Linked DNA regions of Hordeum vulgare: all the other regions are linked to region 1. The links are chromatin contacts, called in public Hi-C maps. All regions are on one chromosome and are shown on one strand. Each heading gives the region's core, a stretch centred on a gene start, on an enhancer-like site or on the middle of the called end of the contact. The rest is flanking DNA. Distances are from core to core; before and after follow the strand shown.

Region 1 (5,081 bases), core at 745-3,244:
AGAAGTTCCTTTACTTTTAGGATAAGCAATGTTCAAAAAAGCGGAAAGCGTAATCCAAGCGGAAGGCCACAGCTTAGAGCAATGGACGCTTAAACGCAGCTTAACCGCACTTAAGCATTTTTTTCTTAAATTGGCTAGAATTTGACAGATTTTGAATAATATACACAGGAAAATAGGAAACATGGCACATGTGTAATTGAATAGCCATCTAAAATACAGTTCACACCATAGCGAATACACATCAAGTTCACATGGCAAGCAAAATAACAACTAAAATGCAGTTCGGTTCAAATAGTCATAGCCTAATAGAGATCATGGGGCCATAATTTTGCCAGCATATGAAGGAAATAGTTCCCAAACAGAGCTTAATAATAAGATAAATCGGATATTGTCATTATTGCGCAAGCAGACAAGCGAAAGTAGTTCAAAAACAGTCAAATTCTGGCCAAATTTAAAAAAACGCTTAATCTACCGCTTAGGGCAAAAGCAAAGCGCTTTGCCATCGCTCAGCGTCGCTTAAAAACGCTTTCTTGAACACTGGGGATAAGTATATTTTTCGTCCTCGAACTCTCGCGATAGTATAGAAATCGCCCCTCAACTCCAAAACCACTAAAACTCAGTCCCTCGACTATTTAAACCGGATACTTTTCATCCCTCGCGACGCTTAAAGTGGTTTTGGTATGACATGGACCCGGTTCTGACTAAAATCGTCCACGTGGCCTGGTTTCGACAGTAAATATGCAGCCTAATTCATCATTTACAGTCAATGTTACATCTGGTGCTGCAATTTCTCAAGTTGGAGGAAACAAAAGAGCAAAGAAAGTCCCAGCAAAACTACTGGACTAGTGTACTTGTACTCATGTTTGTGGTTATCCCTTGTGGTTATGTCAGAATTCATGTTTGTGGTTGTTGCTTCTAAGACTAATCAGTACTATTTCTCATTTACTTTGTCAAACTTTGAGAAGCAAACCCAATTTTTCATTTAAATAACATAGGTCAGATTACATGGCGGTCAAAACCAGGGCACGTGGACAGTTTTAGTCAAAACCAGGTCCACGGCATATACCAAAACCACTTTAAGTGTCATGAGGAACGAAAAATATCCGGTTTAAATAGTTGAGAGACTGAGTTTTAAAGGTTTTAGAGTTGAGGGACGATTTCTATACTATCGCGAGAGTTAGAGAACGAAAAATATACTTATCCCTTACTTTTAATTGGTCTCAGTTGGGACGGTCCTTTTACCAGTGATTTTCTAAATTATGCCTGGATATGCAATTTTGTCCTTTAAATGCTCAGGACTGCAGCTCTTCTTCACCGCATCTACCGCACCCCCACCCCAATAGCTTCCCTGTTGATCAGCTCCTCCACTACGTTCCCTTTTACGCCGGTAACCATCGCTAATAGATCCGCATCCTATTCTACACAGCATATATAATCAGCACCCGGAAGTACCCCGTTGCTGAACTTTGCAACCCTGTAGCCCTAGAACAGATAAAGAATGTTGGTTTTCGATGTGCGACACGATTTCTTCTGCCACCGCAACATAAACTCCGCCATAACCCACAGTGTGCGTACCTGGATGATGAGGTGCGGGTTGAAGGCGACGCGGGAGAGCGGCGGGAGGAACGCGTCGAGGGCGCCCGGGCGGAGGTAGACCAGCGCGTTGGCGGCGATGAGCGCCGCCGTCACGGGCGGGCGGCTGGCGCCGGCGCGGCCGTACTCGAGAATGACCTGCAGGGCCAGAAGCGGCAGCATCCCGCTCGACGGGCCGCTGCCCCAGCCGACGCCGGTGCCCCGCCGCCGACCACTGCTCATGCCCGCCCCCATCCCCTAACCGAATACTGACCGGCACCGAGGCAGGGACGGGGCGCACGCAATTCGCTGGTCCCAATTCCTTTCCTATTCTTTTTTTCTCTGGCGAGGTCGAAATCTCTAGTAGTAGTTCCTTTTGTTTCTGGATGCGTTTCTTTCTTCGGTCGCAAGCATGCCGCCAAGCTTCCAGATAACTCCAGAGCAAGTGTTTCGCCTCTTCTTGTCAATCATTTTCCGAATAGTTTTGATCAATTTAGACTTCCTATATTAAATAAATAAAGTTTTGATGGATGATTTTAGAGCATCTACAGACGGACTGGACAGATCCGACTCCTCAAACGTCAACGGCGTGTGCGCAGACATTGATCGGTCCGGTCTTAAATAATACTCCATCCGTTCCTAAATATAAATCTTTTTAGAGGTTTCATTAGAAAACTACATACGAATGTATATAGACATACTTTAGAGTGTAGATTCACTCATTTTGCTCCGTATGTAGTCTCCTGGTGAAACCTCTAAAAAGACCTATATTTAGGAACGGAGGAAGTACATTTTACAACCGAACACGCGAAGACGCAGTACGGATCGAGCCAGATCTGCTTTTCGCTCGAGTGTCCTCGTCGTCACTGACCTCCTTCCCCACCTTCGGTGGTAGTCCGGCCATTTCGTTGAACACCCGATTAGGGCGAGGTTACGGGTGTTCCTCCGTCGCCGTTTCTTCAAAATACGGGCGCGGATAGTTTCCTCTTGTGCGGCCGCCCGCGCCGCCGCATCAGCCACCTCCGTCGTTGTCATTTCCTCTGCAATACGGGCCTCGGCGGGCTTTATCCTCTCCTTCCCATGGCGTGTAGCCTGTTTTTAGTGGGACTCACAGTTTTTCGGACCGATGATGGGTAAGCAGAGATTTATCGGTCGCCGAGACCGCGATGGTCCAGTCACGTTGGTTCGACGCGATGGAGTCGCTGCGAACAGATCCTACCGTTCGACAGGCGATGTCCTCGCAGGAGCGGGCACAGTGCAATGAGGACCACCATTGCCTCCTCCAACCCGCAGGGGATGACACCCCAGTCGACGGACCCGGACTGGTCGGAGTGAGATCCGCTGCCCTCCATGCCGGAGAAGGTCGGAGATCGCTGGAGGTGAGCTTAGGTGGCGAATGCGAGCAGAGGGGAGTGGAGTGAAGTGGCTAGGGTTTGGTCCAGGGAGTGAATGGGGACGAGTATATGTGGGGTCGATGCGGGCCAGTGCGGGCCAGGCTGATGTGACGTGCGTGCCCGCGCGCCCCCATATTCGCCCCATATTTGGGCTGGATATGGGGGGTATCCGGTAAGCCCGGGCTTTTGAGGCCCGTCTGAGGCGCCCGGTTGGATCGAAATTTCGTGATCGGTTAGTGACTCGGCGGCCTGCGCGGACATTTTAGACGTATATGAGGGGTCCGGCTCTAGATGCTCTTACAGTTTATAGTTAATTCCCGTCATATTTTACGGTTTAGTATAGTTTAGTTAATTTCCATTTGAAAAAATTATCTATGATTTTAGATCCATTTTTTGGGTGAAATGTAACTTGTATTACTCATATCATTTAAGGATTGCTACCCAACTCGGTGGTACCAAAGATAAATCCTAGATACATCGAGTAGTGCAAAAGATTCGAACATTAGACGTTTCGGTGTGAATGAATGGTTCCCTTGGAGGCGCCGAAGTGTGATGACCTAAGCATTTCCTTGCTTCGGTAATTCTGATCGATTTCACTTGGAGATTTTAAAGTGAAACAAATGGGTTATAGAAGGTTGACACGTGCACTTCGGCGGGACCGGATGTCATCTTGGTATCATCAAGTTACTAGGTTTAGGTTGTGGTTGTTGTCATGGATACTTAAGTGGGTCCCGATGGAGTGGTTCGTTGGGACCAAGATAGACTTAGGGAATTTGGACATATTTGAACACGAGAACGTGGTTGAGGATTTTGGAGGCAAATCTCTAAGCACTTGAGCAACTGAGTCATCTACAAAACTGTGACAGCCCGAGACCGACGTTCCAGAAGATTCCCCTTTCTTTCCGTTTTCGTCGTGTGTCTGTGTTCTTTTGTCGCATCATCATCGCATCATCAGCATTGCATCGGCATCCCGTTGTCGTCCGTTTTCAAAAGTTGCATCCGTTAGTAGTTGCCGGTTCTCGACGTTGTCCGTTCTGAGTACAACCACACACGCACGCGTCGCGGCATCGTCAAGACCTCGTTTTTATATGTGTATAAAACTTTCTCCGATTGAGTTGTAACTTGGCGTGCGGTCTTAATTTAGTGTAGGTAGGCCGTCTGTCAAATTTCATCGCGATCGGAGCTCGTTTGTTACCCGTGCCGTTTATTATATAGTGGCACTATAGCCGGTCAATAGTTGGACGTTTCGGTATTTCAAACTCTGTCGCCGGGTTGCCCGTTTTCCCCCTCTTCTATGCCTAGCCCCTCTGCACAGTGCATCGACCCTACGCGCAGCCCAGTCCGAAAACCTCCCGGAACCCGAACCCGGCGGTCGTGACCGTTGGATCCGGATCAACCCCGTTTTGCCGCAAATCGTCTTCGGTTTGTCCATTGCACCCCCTAACCTAATCTTCTCGACCACCCGTTCTAGATCAGAGGGTCCAATGAACCTATCTCTAACCCAACTATATATATATATATATATATATATATATATATATAGCACCTAACCCTAAAATATAGGAGGGTTGTCCCATCCCTAGCCGCCACCGCCCCTCAGATTTTTGTGCCAACCAACCAGTCAACCAGCACAGGCAAGCCATGCTCGATCTAGATCGCTAGATCCCAGATCGGACGTCCTAGAGAACCTTCCACGACCTCCCGCAGCGCTCGATCCAGATTGGATCGAGGCCACTGCCCCGTGCCCGCAACCTCCATGACCGCCGTCATTCCGGCAAGCTGCCGGCAGCCGGAGCTCCGCAGGCCGGATCCGAGTCCCTTCCTTCTCCGTCTCCGTGCTCTCTTCCTTCTATTCCTTCTCTCCCTGTTCCCAATCTCTTTTTCTCATCTCTCCCTCTGCTCGTTTCTTCTGCCAGGAGAAGAACGGGAGACCGCCGCCGCCGCCGTAGATCACGACAGCTGCGCCCGACGCCTACAGCCTCGGGAACGGGCCCCCTCGTCCGGATCTGCCCGGCCCGCTGGTGAAGATCCCCGTCGGCGCCGCCCCTGCAGTCTCTGACGAGCTACCTCTCCTGCTTTTCCTCTTATCTCTCCCTCTCCTTCTTGTTGCTGCAG
Region 2 (5,081 bases), core at 961-3,460, 180 kb before region 1:
GGCGGGTCGTCTCATTGTAGAAGACGTAAGAAGCTTTCCCTACGTAGATGACAAGATGAGTAGGAGTTGGACTAGGTCACGAGCCGCAATACGACCCGGACTCTGTTGTAATCTCAAGACCTCAACCTATATAGAAAGGGGAGCCGTGAGGTGAAAATGACAAGTGAGGAATCTTCAAGAGCTGGGCTAGCGATTCTGAACCCTTGTAATCGAGTTCATCATCAATAACACCAAACGTATGGCGTATGCTTTTACCTCCATTGGAGTGACCGAACCTGGGTAAAGGTTTAGGGTTAGCATTTAGGATTTTTAAGGTTTAGGACCCTTGTCTCTCGTTCCCGATCAACATAACAAAGAACCCAAAGCATATGTATCCTACTACAAGGATAGTCTTAGAACCGAAAAGAGGTTGCTCAGAAGAGATAAACGTATCCCAACCTTTATTGCTATTGCGCAAAGACCTTTTTTATGCCGCCTGAGTGCTCTCCAGCTCTGCCTCTGTAACCTCCTCCTCCAGAGACCCGACAAGCGCACATGTCCACCTCCACATCGCTGCCAAACAATTAATCGTCCATGTTGTTCAGCCCACCAAGCTTGGCATCGACAGTAGGGGAGGAGTTGTGCCCTTCTTGGGACCATAGCGAAGGCAACTTCCCGTGCACTACTCTTCCTCGCTGCCATCGTTGGGTGCGGACTCGGTGTTGTCCTCCTCCTCGTCGTAGGTCTCACCGAAACACGATACACCCTGCTCCTCCTCGTCGTCCTTGGCCGTGGCTGCTACCTCCGCCACCTGCTGTCGGTACCGCCAGCGGGTGAGGCGAATCACTCGAGCAAAGCTGTAGGACTCTAGGAGCGCCTCCTCCTCTGCCAAGTCCGCATCGAGCACGACTGCCCTACCGACACCGAGCTATTCCTCTGTCTACATGTGCTTTTGGAGGAGGTGGTGGTTGTAGGCGGCGTCGACCTGCGCCTTCCGGAACCTCTCCTTCCGCACCATGTCCATGTAAATGACACGAGCCTCGCCGATGGTCATGGTGCAGTGCACTGACGAGGGAGGCACGATGGAGGAGGAAGAGGAGGATAGCGTCGGGTCATCGTCGATCGCGTCCTCCATTGGGGGTATCGACATCCTTCGATTGCCTGCTGGCCCGCCAACGGGCATCAATGCCGTCCGTCTCCTTCTTCTGCTCCGACGTCATCCCGTTCGAGAGAGCTTTGATGGAGAGGAATCCATTGTGAGATCAGTGTGCAGAGAGGGATCGGAGACTCATGACTGCGGCTATGACCGGGGAGCGGTTTATATAGCAATTGCAGGCGGCAGACGGACGGACGGGTGGCATCGAAGGAGATGCCTCGGCAACCGCGTGCCATCAATGTGGACGGGAGATGGACGGACGAGCGGCCGTCGTGTCATTTGAATGCGCAGCAGTCGCCTGCACCGGGAAGCGATGCAGGCAACGCTGTCTTGACCAACGCACCGCTTCAATGCCGACGCTAGTGAGAGGTCACGTACGCTCTCGTCGGATATGAATGCGGGCACTGACGCTCTGAAGCGATGCTGGCCGTTTCACGCGAGAGGGAGGAGATATTTTTGATGGACCAGAATGGTCAAAATCGAGCGAAGTGGCAGTTCGGAATCTCGCAAACCTCCGCACATTTGTCTTTGATTTACAGAAAAATCATGTCCAAACCGCTTTACGGATCAATACAGGATCGTTTTTGATAACTTTCGCGGTCCGGGCTGCCCGGTCCGGACCCTTAATAAAGGTTTGAGGGTCTACGCCGGAGATGCCGTGAGGATTATATATGTACCTTCCAAAGTTTGACAATGTTTTCTTCATGGTAGAATATCCCACCAATTGAATCGGCGTATGGATGCGAATATCGCAATCACAATCACATCAAATTTGGTCATCGTGAAGCCCTCTTTCTCATACCGTTATGCCTTGCGAGCACAAATGCTCGATCTAGTACCGCCACGTACACAGCCACCGCCAATTCTTCCAGTCCACGGTCCAAAACGCCGAAGACGTGCACCGCTCGGCCGCAGCGGGGACAGGTGGCCCCGCGGTCCTTTCGTCAGCCGTCCGATCGACGGCCACATCCACGCCTCGCGGCGCATCCAACGGCCCCTGCGCCTCGCCTCGCCCCGCTCCTGGAGTCCTAGTGATCTTGTCGCCTTCCTCTCGCCCACATCCTTATACGGTGCCAGCGCTTGTCAGGCTGTGGGGCTTTGGCTCTGGCACATCGGAGCGGCGGAGGCGCGATGGCGGCGGTGGCCGGAGCGGGGAGGGCGAGAGGGGCGAGCCTGGCGGCGGCGGTGCGGGCCGTCGCGGCGACGGCGCGTCCGGCGTCGAGCGCCGCGGCGGCGGCGGGGGTGAGCGTGGCGGCGGCGATCCTCAAGGGGAATGACACGCCATTCGGGTCGGTCGGGTGGTGGGCGTACGCCGGCATCTCCTGCTTCCTGGTGCTCTTCGCCGGGATCATGTCGGGGCTCACCCTCGGGCTCATGTCGCTCGGCCTCGTCGAGCTCGAGATCCTCCAGCGCAGCGGCACCGACTCCGAGAAGGCGCAGGCTGGTCCGATCCGAACCCCTAACTTTTCGCGTCACCCCCTCTTTTTTTTTTCTTTTTTTTTTTGCAATTTCATCCTCCCCTCGTTGTGCTCGATCTGTTTGCCGTTTGAGGAGTGATGTTTAAGAGGAATCGTACTATGTTACATTTGGGGGATTGCGACTATCGTTACTGAATGGCTAAAAATTAGAGTTAATGCTGTCGTTTTTGTTACTAATCGGAAGAATTTAAAGGTTACGACTATGTCCATGTGCTAAATCATCTAGCAGTAAAATTTTCTGTTCTGACAGTAAAAATTACGTTACTAATGCCGACATGTTTCTAAAAGTGTTGTGGTAGGGAAGTAGAACAAACAAAAAGGAAGCAAGGAATTGGGGAAATGGGAAAAAGGGGTGTGGGGGATTTGGCTTTTTGTAAGACCCACCTCTTACGTGGGAAGATATGAAATGATCAGAGGATACTTTAGTCGACTGGGAATTGGAAGTATCATGTACCCCTGTCCCAAATTAGTTCTAGATACATCGGTATCTAGTCTAGACAAATCTAAGACAACCAATTCGGGACTGAGGGAGTAGTAGATATTGTAAAGATGTCCACTCTAGTGCTTCTTTGATCCCCTACATTTGTGTATGCAGGATTGCAGGTATCACATAACTATGGCTTTTCAGCACGTAATATATGCCGTAACTTTTGGTGTTTTTGTTTATCCTTCTGAGAAGCTGTAAATTGTTATAATCTGTCATGAGACATTACGAAACCTCAGATCTGTAGGTGGTAGGAATTTTCAATTGAATCAACAAAGGAGTGAGATACTGCTTATCAAGTGTTACTGTTAAGTGTCACCTCTTTTAGCATGTCTTATTTAATGTGTGCCTCTACACTGATGCTGCTATTACTTTTCCTCTTTTGAAAATCTGTAATTCAATATTCAATTGATTGTTTTGTTGTTGTTCATATTTTAGTTACTTGCGTGTTTTGTTTGCTGCAGCTACTATCCTTCCAGTTGTTCAAAAGCAGCACCAGCTTCTTGTCACCCTGCTACTGTGTAATGCTGTTGCCATGGAGGTACAAAGTTTTGTTGCATTTTTTATGATTTATCGCACTATATTGCACTTCCATCAGTACATTTGTGCAAACATAATATTGTCTATCTTTCAAGTTTCTAACTACAATGCTGATGATCATATATTGGTAAACATGCTAAGATATGGTCTACTCCAGACAAATGAGTTCAAAGACCAAGGTGTAATAATATTTACGCTACTGATGCCCAGTGATTCCAATCCGCAACTTGGGTGCTCATCAGAATCCACACATCATTTTAGTTTAGTTTTACTATTAAAATGCAAAAGCGGTTTTAGTTCTATTTAATGCCATGGATAAGTTTTGGTGAGATTGACTGTCATGCTTATTGCATCCTTTGTAGATGTACTCACGAAGTGGACAGTGCTATCGTCTTTTTCATTTACGTTAGAATTGATGTGCAACTGTCTATTTCATTTTACGTGAAAGAGGATTGGTTTTGCAAATTGGAAGTGCATGTTATGAGATAAAACATGCAGTAAGTACAATATACTGGAGTGCTGACTGCTAACTGGCTTCATAACTCACAAGTCATAATATATTGTCATAGGCATCCTTGTACTGGTTATATTGTTTTTCCAGATATGCACGAAGGATCTTCTGCACTCATCAATTTACATTTGCAAACCTTATTGTGTAGTTCTTTCTCCCAGTATAGTTGACATGCATGTGCATTACTTGTTCCCACCATCCGCTTTATTTCATAATCATACAGCCATTGTAAATAGAGAATGCATTCTCTGGTACCTTTTGCATGACGCTTTGTTTTAGCTAGTAATTTTTCCATTTGTGCCTGTGGCCTTTGCAGGCTCTTCCTATATTCCTTGACAGGATTTTTCATCCTGTTGTCGCTGTCGTCTTGTCAGTGACATTTGTTCTTGCTTTTGGAGAGGTACTGCATTCCAAACATTATTAGTATTTCCTCTACAATGCCAAGTATGGTCTGATTGATTCACTATTTTGGCACCAGGTTATACCACAAGCAATCTGTACTAGGTATGGGTTGGCGGTGGGTGCTAACTTTGTATGGCTTGTACGTATCCTCATGGTCATGTGCTATCCTATTGCTTACCCTATTGGGAAGGTAAATAAGTCTATATGGCCTTTTCAAGTTTGGTGCCCTGAATTAGTTGCATAGAATCTATGGTTTTGAAATCCCATGAGTTAGATTATAGGCTTATGCTCGATTTGGTCCCAGAATTGATACAAAGTGGTATTTTGTTTACACTATCCTAATTGGAGATTCTGGTAGTTAATGTTCAAGTCATTTCTTGTTTTTTTGCTTTAGCCCTTGTAGCTATTGTATGTTCGTATGCTTTTCTTCACAAATATTTAGTAGCCTCGCAATAATTAATTTTAGTAATTATTCCCTGTCATATGTTGAAAGCAGTGCTGCTAGATGTCTCAGAGAATGGAAGAACGGCT
Region 3 (5,081 bases), core at 750-3,249, 130 kb before region 1:
GTACTGGTGGCCGATCTTCCCGTCCCGCCATACCAACTTTGCCGGTGCACGCCCGTAGTGCACGCCGTCGTTGCAACGGTTGTCGTAGTGCCACGGGAACGTCATGTCGAAGTTGTCTATCACCCCACCTGTGAGCACGCCGTGCTGCCTCATCTTCTCCACGAGCACTCCATTGAACAGCTCCATCTTGTTTGGATTGAATGCCAGGTCCCGAGCATACCCACCGGTCGCAACTGTCGTCCGGTAGAACACCCTTGGCACGGCAAGCCCACGCAGCCGCACTTTAGCCATGACGTCGGCCCAGAACCGCGCAGCATACTCGGTGGCCTGAACGTATGCGCGGACACTGCTCCAGTAGCACCCATCGTGAAGGCCTGAGTTGAGGATGACAACATCAGGGACACGATCATCGCCGGCAAAGTATGACCGGACAAGCTGGCGGAACCCCTTGTGCCGGAGGGAATGCAGGCCGAGATAGTTCATGCTCATGTTCCAGTGGCCGTTGAAAATGCTTGTGATCCGCAGGGTGCCTGGCTCGCCGCTGGGATTCGTGAACACGGCGTCGAAGCGGCGTGTCACTGCGGATGTGTCCTCAACGCCAAGAACAAAGGTCAGGAGGTTCCGGATGGTGTCTACATGGTTGGAATCGCCCCAGAAGAAGAGCCACTTGCCGTCAAGGCACCGCCACGCCGCGTCGGCGGTGAAGAGCTTGAACGAGCAGTGCGCCGAGTAGACCCATCCGTTGCTCTCCAGCGCGCCCAGTGGTCCGTCGCACCACGGTGCCTCGCATGGGTGCTCCGGCTCCAGGCACCGGTACCGGCCGGCGTCGTCCACATCCTCGCACTTGTCGTTTCTGGCGAGCCGCGTCCACCGGCCGGACCAGAGGTCCCGCGCGAAGTCGGCGGCCCGACAAGTCTCCAGGGCGGGGAGCGAAGCGTTGCCCGGGCGGAACAGTAGAGGAAGGCGGCGGAGCTCGGCGCGGTACTTGAACCTCGCGGAGGAGAACTTGAGACCCTCGAAGCTGCGGAAGAGGAGGACGATGGTGAGGCGGAACTCCCCCGCGGCGAAGCGGGGCGCAACCTGGAGGCGGAAAGTGTAGGAGCCGTCGCCGTTGTCCACGACGGGGGGGCGCGACTTCCACGCCGCCCCGGAGAGATCAATCTCGAAGAAGTCCCCGCCGAGGCAGCGCCGCAGGCCGGTGCCGTCGAGCGCCCAGAAGGTGAACACGTAAATCTCGGCGGCGCTCAGCTCGGTCACACCCCCCGCCGCCGCGGCGCCGTCAAGAGCCGGGAGGGAGATGTTGGCCGTGCGGGCGTCGCGGCAGGGCGAGCCCCCGGGCGTGAGCCAGCGGGCGAGGAGGTCGTCGGTGAAGTTGGTGGGGTTGGGCACGGAGAGCCAGGAGGGCGGGCCGCCGTCGGCGCGGAGGTCCTCGGCGAAGTGGGCGGGGTCGGGCGCGGAGAGCCAAGAAGGCGGGGCGGGGCCGCCGCCGAGGTAATGCTGGTATTGTTGCCGCAGCCGCCGGTCGGCGCCAGCACCGGAGAGGAACGCGTCGACGGCGAAGAGGAAGACGACGCCGAGGAAGGACGCGAGCGCGAGCTTGGCGGCGGAGCGGCCGCCGGCGGCGGGCTTCTTGGGGTCCCCGGCGGCGCAGGGAGGGAGCTTCCTGGCGTCGCCCCCGGCGACGTCGGTCTTCTTGGGGTCCCCGGCGGCGCGCGGCCCGTGGGGCGGCGGGAGGAGCGCCGACATTGCCGGGCCGGGGGGGCTACTTCCGGCTCGTTGTGGTGTGGCCACGCATGGGTCCGCGTGTGCGGGCGAGGTGCTCGCGACGGGAAAAAGGGCCGCTCGCCTGGTTTTGGTTCTGGTTCTGGTTTTGGTTTTGGTTTTGGTTTTGGTTAGGGGGCGGTGGTGCGGACTGCGGAGGATTGATTGGTTTTTTCTTGGACACGAGCCAGCGCAGGGCAGTGAACGTGCGAACGGGATCTTCTGTTGCACCGCAAAATGCATATGCTTTTTGAGTCTCAGATTTTCTTCTATGCAGATTGTTGGATTTCCACTCATGTGGTTTCCCCCTACGGTATATGCTATACATGTTGTGTTTAGCACGTTTGCTTCATACAGTAGTTAGAATGGCATGTCTAATTTTAGTTGTGTTTTTGTCTCCTTGTCATAACCGTGTCTTGCTATATTTAAGCTGGTCGATTATATGATTCACATGTCATCGGATTTTTGTTCTTGCTAATCTACGTGCACATCTTGTGATAAATCAAGAATCACTATGGGTTAGTTGTGATATTGTTAGACATGAGCCAAACAAGTGACGTCACATTCTTTCTCGCATTGTCTCCCTCTCAACCAACAACATATCTATGTAGAGCGATGGTGCCGCCTCTCTTGAATAGGCTAATGTCCTCGTCCTAACGACCTAGCCCTATTGCACGGTGATGTTTTGAGTATGGCATATCAAATTGACATCAATGGATATCTTAATTTTACTTGTGTTTAACATGTTTTGTCCATGCTATTTAGAATGGCAGGCATGTCTAATTCTTTTTGTGTATGTGTGTGCCATTGTCACAGTCGTGTCTTGTCATGTTTACTTAGTTATATGGTTCATATGTCACTAGCTTCTGTTTTTGCCAATTTTCATGTACATTTTGTGATAAAACCGAAATTCCAAATGGGTTAGTTGTGATATTGTTAGACGTCACCCAAACAAGTGATGTCACATTCTCTCCCACCTTGTCTCCCTCTCAACCAATGTCATATATATGTAGAGCGATGGTGCCACCTGTGTGAATAGGCTAATGTCTTCGTGCTAACAACCTACTCCTATTGCAAAGTGATGTTGTGAGTATGACACGTCAAATAGACATCAAACATCATATAACAATGGATATATTAAATTTAGTTCATTTTAACATGTTTTGTTCATATTTTAGAATGGCATGCACGTCTAATTCATTTTTTGGGTGTTCCTACCATTATCATAATTGTGTCTTGCCATGTTTGGCTAGTTATATGATTCACATATCACGGGTTTGTGTTCTTGCCAATTTTCATGTACATTTTGTGATAAATCAAAATTCTCTATGGGTTAGTTGGGATATTGTTGGGCATCAACCAAACAATGCCACAATCTTTGCCACATTCTCCACCCCACTTTGAACACCATATCAATGTAGAGCAACGATGTCGCCCTCTAGAATAGGCTATGTCCTCGCACTAACGGTCTAGACCTAGTGCATAACCATCAATGGAGGATACTACAACAACAAGATGTCGGGGAGAGCCCTATAGCCGTCACTCTTCAAGGGGGCAGCTCGAGCAAGCCCTAGCGTCGTCGCCCCACCCCCACTCATCCCCTGTTCCCCTTGCATGCATCACGTGATGGCGCCAGGCAAAGCCCGATAGTGGCTAGCGGTGGCGGGCCTCTCTTGCTCGGTTGTGTGCGGTGTAACGGGGCTAAATTCGATAGATCTCAGGTCGGGGGTCCCGACCTGGTGATCTTGGCTAGATCGTACCGTGATGAATAAGAGACATGGTACTTACCCAGGTTCGGTCCCTCTCAAAGAGGTAAAACCCCACATCCTACTTGTATTGTATTAATTGTGGATGGAATACATAGTACATGTTGGTCTACCTCGGGATCATATGTGTGTATGAATCTACATCTAAGGTCTAAAACCCCTCGCCTTACATGGACATTGGGGGTACCTACGGTCAAACCTAGGTAGCTTACATCAGGGGATAAACATGGCGATAATAATATCATTCCTTCGAGTGTGTGCCAAGTCTTCGGAAGATTTCATCTTGGGTACTTTGTGGGCCAGCCAGACGTGGCCCACCTGGTTGATAGTTTGGGGGTCCTCGACCCATCCCATCCTCGGGGGCCTACTCGCTCGTCACGCCCTTATCTAGGACACCATCACAGTGGATGGCCATATACGGTGTGTGTTGGGGATATGCCCCACGAGTTAACCCGCGAGGCCTACGCTTTGGACATGAGGCTCAGTACAGAGGCCCAAAGGGTGACTCACCGCAAGGCCGGCTCAAGCCCATCAATTAGAAGACAACTCGTTAAGGGGAGACATGAAGATCCTTCATCCTTATCCAAGATAATAAGAAGTAGAAGAGAACAAGAGTAGCTATTCAACTCAAACTCTATTGTAGCCTTGAGGTCTCCACCTGCATATATAAAGGGGATCCCTTGAGGTACAGAGGATAAGTAAGAAAGACTCGAGAGCTAGGTTAGCGATTCCACACCCTTGTAATCGAGTTCATCATCATCAATAAGACACAAAAGCAGGACGTAGGCTTTTACCTCCATCGGAGGGGCCGAACCTGGGTAAACTCGCGTCTCTTGTCTCCCAACTAATACTTTCAAGTCGCAACCCTGGAGCGATGGATCCTATACCTAGTCCTTTCACGAAGACATCTGTCGCGACAAACCACGACAGTGTAGCACACACGGCGAGGCTAGATGTCGGGCGGCAACCTCGGGTTCTCTCTTGGGTGGTGGAAGATGTGATGGCGGCTAGGGTTGACGCAAAGAAGGAGGGAGTCGGAGGCACGATGGCTAGATGGCTGCTTACATGTGTACGGGTATTGCGTTGTCCTCTGGTTCGCGGCGAACTGCACGATGATGGAGCTAGGCACCGTGGTAGGCAGGTAGCGACCCATGGTCTCTCGGTGGTGGTCGTGCCTTCATAGGTTACGGTGGCAGCGTAGTGACCGGTGGCCCTAAGCAACGGTGTGCGTGACTCGGCACAATTCGTTGATACGTCTCAAACGTATCTATTTTTTTACTGTTCCACGATACTATATTATCACTTTCCTCGAGGTCTCTTGCGGCACTCTCTCGTAGGGGGAACCTGTCACGAGAGGCTTCTTCATCAATCTTTCTGCCTCCATGACCATGTGTGAGTAGTTCCCTTAGGACCTTAGGGTCAATAAGAGTGGCTAGATGGCATTCTCTCTCTATTGTTCTTCAATATCACATTCCTATGAGCTACCTCATGTGATCGGGATCAATATGTTATAATCGACGGTGTGCTTGTTGGGATATGATGAATTGCCACTTT

What was found. A called contact is a pair of places that touch in the nucleus more often than the background predicts.
Region 2: a Hi-C map of leaf shows a contact between it and region 1, with 2.7 times the contacts expected there. The contact joins the promoter of LOC123442103 here to the promoter of LOC123442081 in region 1. A contact is called at or near these places in 2 of 6 Hi-C or Micro-C datasets (leaf and seedling) and 1 of 1 datasets of contacts at active chromatin or transcription factors (embryo).
Region 3: a contact with region 1 is called in a Hi-C map of leaf, with 2.2 times the contacts expected there. The contact joins the promoter of LOC123442092 here to the promoter of LOC123442081 in region 1. A contact is called at or near these places in 3 of 6 Hi-C or Micro-C datasets (leaf and seedling) and 1 of 1 datasets of contacts at active chromatin or transcription factors (embryo).

The regions. Positions count from the first base shown.
Region 1 is chr1H:421,507,749-421,512,829 of MorexV3_pseudomolecules_assembly, reverse strand. It overlaps LOC123442081 (rhomboid-like protein 14, mitochondrial), which reads right to left and starts at 1,994. Exons shown (of 2, transcript XM_045118189.1): 1 at 1,576-1,994. The coding sequence starts at 1,827.
Region 2 is chr1H:421,689,043-421,694,123 of MorexV3_pseudomolecules_assembly, reverse strand. LOC123442103 (DUF21 domain-containing protein At4g14240-like) reads left to right here and starts at 2,210. Exons shown (of 13, transcript XM_045118207.1): 1 at 2,210-2,579; 2 at 3,562-3,638; 3 at 4,465-4,548; 4 at 4,627-4,740. The coding sequence starts at 2,267.
Region 3 is chr1H:421,637,772-421,642,852 of MorexV3_pseudomolecules_assembly, reverse strand. It overlaps LOC123442092, which reads right to left and starts at 1,999. Exons shown (of 1, transcript XM_045118197.1): 1 at 1-1,999. The coding sequence starts at 1,746.